Regions from separate parts of the Rattus norvegicus genome. Here region 1 is linked to region 2. The links are chromatin contacts, called in public Hi-C maps. All regions are on one chromosome and are shown on one strand. Each heading gives the region's core, a stretch centred on a gene start, on an enhancer-like site or on the middle of the called end of the contact. The rest is flanking DNA. Distances are from core to core; before and after follow the strand shown.

Region 1 (3,522 bases), core at 221-2,720, 38 kb before region 2:
CCCAAACATCTGCCCTGGGCATGCCCTCTCCCTGGGCAGACACCACTCGAGGCAGCTGGGTAATTAAGAGCAATGTTTACTGAGCGATACAGGACTGAGTACTAGGAAGGGGTTACAAGGATGGAAATGTACCCCACCCGCCTGGCTACCCCCCCAACACCCAGAGCCTACAGTACTTAGGAATTACAATGGCTGTAACAGCAGACCATAGCATATTTGTACTGTGTCACATCGAGTGATTATAGAAATCCACATATATATATTGCTCGTATAAAATCTTTTTTTTGTAAAAAATATTAAAAAAAAAAAAAAGAAAGAAAGAAAGTATAAAAAAACCGTGTGCAGTTGGAAGCCCCGCCAGGACAGCCAGTCTGTAAACATTCATTGATTGGGTGTGTGCTTTGGAAGGGCGCCCGCGCCTCAGTGCCTCAGCAAACTCCAGCTGGGCCATCGCAGCCCCACAGTGCACCCCCTTTCCACCGGGCTTGGGCAGGGCTGGGGAAGGTGGATTACAGACTCCGCTGAGCTCCATCCTCGGCCACACTGTGTTTGCAATGCATGGCTTTTCTTGGCTGCTCCGTAGTCCCCTGGGTGGGAGTCTTGGCGGAGAGAGCCCAAGGTGGCTACCTGGTTTGGCACCTCTCCGGCTTAGGTGCCCTTCAAGTTGGGCCCTGGAGTGGGGCAGCCCCTATCTGCGGGTCAACCTTGGTCTCAGCACCTGGTCCCTCTGGTTTCTTCAGTCCGCTCTTGCTCTTGTGCGGCTGGGCTGAGTTTCCAAAAAGAGCCAGCTGGAGGCCAGTTATGCTAAGCCTCATCATAGAGTTTGTCACGTGCCCGGGAGGGGCCCTCCATCACTTTGCTCCTCCTCCTCTTTGCTGCTCCTCCTCTTCCTCCTCTTCCTCCGCTGCCTCCTCCAGGCTTTCAGTCACTTCTTGTCCAGCTGCTCCAGCAGCGGGTTGCCTTCCGACTCCGGCGTCCTGACGCTGTCTGTACGCACGATACAGGTGGGCCGGTGGCGGTTGAGCATCAGGATCAGCTGCTGCCTCTCAAGCTTCAGCTCCTCTATCTGGGTCTTTAGCTCTGCGTTCATGAGCTCCAGCCTCTCTGACTCCTGTACAGACAGAGACACACCATTAGTTATCACCGCCAGCCTGCTCCTGAGAGGTGCCCAGCCATTCTGGCTGGGACCTGTGATGCTGCCATGGTTTTCTGCCTGCAGGGTTTCACTGAAGCATCTAAGGAGACTTTGGTCAGGCAGCACCGTGTCACACAGTATTGACCGCTGGCGCAGCAGGATGAGACCAGATGATACATGGGGGTTCAGATCCCTTTTTACTCCCTTTTCTCTACTACTCCAGCCTCACAGCTTTCCTGCTGTTGACTAAAAGAACACACCCAAAACTCCTCTGCTTGATGAAGAACAGACCAAGGGTCCAAGGTGGCCCACAGGGGGGCGACACAAGACCAAGTGCTTTGCTATGTCGGGTGGGATTGATAACTCACTGTGAGACATTCCTCCTAACTCGTGTGCCTCCTGGCCATTAGCTTGAACCGTTTAGAATGCTGGACCGGAAATGAGCTTTCAAACTGATGTCAGATGAAACGCCTACTGCCCTGGGCAAAGAAGGGAGGCTGAGGATGTGATGGGTAGGGGGTTGTGTGTGCACAGCCAGGACAGGTGACAAGCACATCTGCTCAAGGCCTCGGGCTCGCACAGCAGGCAGGAAGAACACGGCAATGGAGTCTTCCTGCTTTTCTTATAGCCTGAAACTGAAAGCTCTCCTCACGTGTGTGAGCTGAGGAGCCTCAGGCCAGTGAGCTCCTCACTGGGAATAACTTTGTCCCTGGGTCTGGAGAAGTGTCTGGCTGTCACGGCTAAGGAAGAGTTATTGGCAGATGAGGGATGGAGAATAAAGATGTGATTGTGCCAGATGAGACCTTTCAGCCCTAGACACCAACGGTTCGGATGCTGAGGGACCAGTATTAGTCCCAGAGCAGGCTAAACTTGGGGCTGCCTGTGTGCAGGTCCTTCTGCCCAGTGGGGTACAGTTGGGGACAGCCTCCCTCTGAGAATGAGATCTTTGGTGGGGTCCCCACACCTTGAGGTAGGAGAAGCTATCTCCCTCATGATGCAGGCCTGTCAGAGGTGTGTCTTGTGCACCTTCTCTGAGGTGGCTGCATGGGTTCCCAGGGAGCTCCGGATGTCTGAGGGAGGCAGGCTTTAGGACCAGACACTCAGAGCAATGGCTTTAAAAAGGAGAAAAGCCAAGAGGGGGAAATATTAAGAAAAAAAAAATCTATGGTGGCTTTTAATGGGACAGGCTGAGACAAGACTGGAATGCCGGCTTGGTCTGCAGTTCTCAGAATTCTGAGAGATGGCTAGTGTTTCCTCCCTCCTCACCTCCCCCAGCCCAAGCTGCTAACACAATCTTCAGATTGTCCTCAGCCATTGTATTGAGAAGCCTCAGGGCCATCTACCCACCTCTGAGGATGTGCCTCGGCCTGCAATGAAGATGAATGCTTTGGGGAATCCAAAGCTTATGAGGATCCCCCTCCCCCACCCCACTCCCCATGGCTCCTGAGGAGTGTGCACTCGGCACACAAGGCCCAGTTAATGACCGACCGCCATTCTGAGTGTAGGAGATGAGGGACTCTAGGTAAGAAACTCTGAGTGCAAAGGAGAGATGGGGCAAGCTGCCCTGTGTGAAGACACAGCAGGGACCACAGCAGGGTACAAGGTGGAGAGGGCAGAGAAAGCAGGACAGAGAGAGCCACGTGGCAGCCATGTTGGTGTAGAGGTGATGATCCCCAGGACTGGAAGAGTTCCCATAGGGAAAACACTATATACAACTGAAGGGCTCGAGGGGCTCGAGGGATCCCTCCTTTCACCCCTGAGCAGGAAGAAAGTGGGGAAAAGAAATATGATTCAAAGACAACTCAGTGAGTCTTGGGGACCACCTTGGTTTGGAGAATGAGGGAGGCAGGGCAGTGAGGGTTGGCTGCGTGGCTAGTACAGTGAAGCCTGAGAGGGGAGCAGGGCTAAACAGTGCTAAACGGAGTCTGCAAGGAGTCTGGCTTGGTTAAGGTGTGTCTGAAGTTCTCACTGGATGTGTCTAAACGAACATAAACATAGTAGCATAAGCATGTAATTAGAACCCTCAGGAAGTTAGGTGTTCAAGACCAGCCTTGGCTACATAGTACACTTAAAGCCAGCTTGGTCTACGTAAGACACTGTCTTCCAACCCCAATAATAACAAAAACTCTTGGGGAAGACTATGACACACTATTCAACACCACACAGATTCACCAAAACACAAACAGGTGAGGTTTGGAGCACTTGGCCTGTCTGTCACAGGATCACTAACCTGTGACGGTGGCTTATTAGCAGGGCAGTGGTGGCACATGCCTTTAATCCCAGCACTCAGGAGGCAGAGGAAGATGGATCTCTTTGAGTCTGAGGCCAGTCTGGTTTACAGATAGAGTTCTAGGACAGCCAAGGCTCCACAGAGAATCCATCTCTAT
Region 2 (3,216 bases), core at 615-3,114:
CGAGAGGGAGTAGGGTTATGAATTGCAATAACAGTTGTAAATCCATAACAAACTAAGGCCCAGGAGGCCTAGTCCTGCAGGTTGAAAAGGTGGGAGAGAGGACATGCTGCCAACAGGTGGGAGACATAAACAGACCAGGGACACAGGGGAGTTCCCTGGTAGCTGCAAAAGTTGTTAGTGGCTGAGTAAGGGAGACGTGTGTGGAAGCTTTTCCTAAGTGACACGGTCACCATGATAGACCCATCCCCGTGGAGATGACAGTAACCAGTTTATTGACAAAAGATTCAGAGGCCTTCTCCCCCAGTCCTTTCTGCAACCTTTCAAACCACAAAGCGTCCAGCTCTTCAGGAAGATTCTAGAGCTCCTCTGAACTGAAGCCAACGAGGAAGGGAAACAGAAGAGTCTTTGAGAAATCCATCCTCCCTACTACTTTAAGCAAAGCGAAACCCCTAGCACCCAGAGGCACAAGAATAGTTGTTTCTATCCCCGGGACCTCAGGTTTCTGCAAAATCAAGAGACTGGCTCACACCTGATCCCTGGTTAAACTCTCCCCTAGAAACCTGCACAGGAAGGTAAGTCTGCCATCCAAGCTGAAGCCAGATTTGCTGGAAAGCAATGAAAGCAAGAGGGGGTGATTTTTAAGCCCCGGGGGAAGGGAGACGTGGGGGTTGGGGGGGGGGGAAGACTGTTGCTAACAGCCTTTGGGACAAGCAGGTACCCAGCGGTGGTGGGGAGCCTGTTTCTCATGCTGCCTGAATTAAGATCCTGGGTACAGTGGCCCAAGATTTAACAATACACAGACCTGTGCCACAGTCCTCTGGAAGGTGCCACAGTCCCCTGGAAGGTGCCAGTCCAACACACAAAGGCTGGACAATCTTCTACCTGGAGCCGACTCAAACGGTCGATTGATTCCCTCCTTGCACCCGCCTCTCCACCTCTATCCCCAAATAGCCCATCCACTTCTACAAATGAGCCAAGGTTTCCCAGGTTTGCCAGTTCCACCAGATACCCAGGCAAAGCCTGTCTCTACCACTCCGGAGTCCAGGAGTCCAGATGGAAGGTCTAGGCTTCTTGGATAAGAAGGACAGAAGAGTGCCTTCTAAACTGGGCAGGTTACCTAAAGAAGCCTGCTTACCTTCTTATGTAACCTGATGTGCCAGATGGGATCCCAAGGGGACTTGGGACTACCCCGTGGTTCCCTCTTAACCCAACCAGAGCCCGCAGCAATGCTCTTAAGTGAAGGAAGCCCTGTTGGTTAGATGCCTTTCCCAATACCCTCCTCCAGGTCTTGCGGAGCTGCGGAAGAGGCTGGGGCGCGACCTGTCAGCAGGTCTAGGGTGTGCATGCCCCCTCGAGTATCCCCGCAGTCCCCGACACAGTTTTCTCCCGCTCACCCCGCCCTCTCCGCCGTCTGTGCACTGCACCTCCCAGCACACGCACTGGGGGAAGGAAAGCAAGGAGGGAGCGTCCCCGCTGTCCCGGCCACAGACAGGGCTGCCCGGCCAGCCGGGGAACCACGGGTTGGCAGCGGCTGCAGCGCTCCAATACAGTGCTCCGGCCTTGGGATGGCGAGAGCCCCAGCGGTAGTTACTACGGGGGTGGCCGCCCCAGGTGCCCGCAGCCCCGCCTCCCCCCTCCGTGCACCCACCGTGCAGAAGCCGCTGGCGGAGGCGGCGGCCCCGGGCCCAGAACCCTGCTGCAGGCGCCGTGCCCTCTCCGCGCTGCTGCCGCCCGCTGCCCAGGCCCGTCCCGGCCCGGGAGCCGCCGCGGCGCCAGCCCCGCCGCCGCCGCTGCAGCGCCCGCCGCCGCCAGTGCCCCCCGTCGCGGCCGCCGAGAGTCCCTCCCGCAGGCTGTGGCGGGCGGCGGGACGGGTTGCATCAGCCCCGGCTATATAGCGGGCCCTGAGTGGCGGGGAGGGGTCGGGAATGCGGAACCGGTCGAGCTGCCAGCTCCACACGTCAGAGGGGGACGGAGAGGAAGAGAAGGAGGGGACCGAGAGGAGGGGGTGTGGATCGCGCGCTTCACACCCACTGACCTTCACCTCCCCCGCCGCCGGCGCCCTCCTCCCGCCGATGCTCGCGCTCCTCCGCCTGCGGGACCGGCCCGGGCCCTGCGGCGCTTGTCCCGGCAGCATCGCGGTCGGGCGGCGCGCCCCGCCCGCGGCTCCCGAGAGCGCGAGGCAGCAAGACACGGCGAGCGGTTATGTAAGCGCATCCCCTGCTCGGCCTCGCGGCCGCCACCCCCAAAATGCTGCACAGCCGGGGAGGCAGCGACGCGAAGGCGGCGGCCGGATGAGCAGAGAACCCCTTCCAGCTCAGCCCACGCCGAACCATCCTCCTCCGTCCGGTGCGCTCTCCCCCAAATCCAGAGCGAGGGTGACGTTGCGCGCAGTGGTGTCTTCGGACGCTGCAGGATCTCGCAAGCCCGTTTTGTTTTTCCGTAAGAAGCATGGGCGGGGGTTTAAGGCGTTTGGAAGCTTCAGTCCCTACCCCCTGTCCACCAAAGCGCCCTGGCGTCCTGAGGCCATGCGGTGAGTGGACTGAGATCCAGAAGTGCAACTGCACCCCGGAGGCCACCGTTGTTGTCAGTGGCCGGCCCAGTTTGACCCAGGGCTCTTTGCCCAACTCCAGCAGCCTTTTGCCTTCCTTTGACTGAATGCAGCAGTGAGCCGGCCAGCAAGACCTACAAATGCCTTCTTCCTCAAGGATTCCAGGGCCAGCTTCTGTGCCCTCCTCCCAACCTCCTACAGAGGTAGATGGTAAAGGACACTCCGGAGAAAAGGACAGTCCTTCAAAGGCTGGTACACAAAACCCTCAGGCAGAAATGTGTGTGTGGCATCTGAGAAATATTTGCACACACACACACACACACACACACACACACACACACACCCCACACACACATGCTTGTGCGCGCACGAGCGCGCGTCTCCAGACCCTTGGGTGACCAGCCCCGGAGACCCCTTCCGCTTAAACCAGAAAGGAGTGGCAACGTTGACACTCAGTGACCTTCGGCCTCCTTCTCAGAAAGACAGCAGGTCATCACCCATAGAAGAAAGGAAGTGAAAGAAAAAGTTCGTATCTTCATAGAGTACAAATGCTGAGAGCAAAAGACCAACAGGGAGGGAAGGAAGTACATGTACCAAGCGGGACAAGCAGGTCTCCACGTGCGTGTGTGCCTCCCTGCAGGGAAGAATCAATCTCCATTTTACCCTTA

What was found. Hi-C and Micro-C count contacts between places; a contact is called where the count stands out from the background.
Region 1: a contact with region 2 is called in a Hi-C map of Schwann cells, with 4 times the contacts expected there. The contact joins the enhancer-like site here to the promoter of Jdp2 in region 2. A contact is called at or near these places in 4 of 12 Hi-C or Micro-C datasets (the A7r5 cell line, Schwann cells, liver and 1 more).

What each region holds. Positions count from the first base shown.
Region 1 is chr6:111,029,774-111,033,295 of GRCr8, reverse strand. Jdp2 (Jun dimerization protein 2) reads right to left here. Exons shown (of 4, transcript NM_053894.3): 4 at 1-1,111. The coding sequence ends at 926. Among named protein-coding and RNA genes, the nearest start is that of Jdp2, 38 kb to the right of the region's middle. Within about 2 kb of position 1,470, at least 3 of the 93 cell types and tissues checked have an H3K27ac peak or open chromatin away from gene starts, as enhancers often do. A contact at or near this core is called in Schwann cells, where this site is marked.
Region 2 is chr6:110,992,239-110,995,454 of GRCr8, reverse strand. It overlaps Jdp2 (Jun dimerization protein 2), which reads right to left and starts at 1,864. Exons shown (of 4, transcript NM_053894.3): 1 at 1,649-1,864.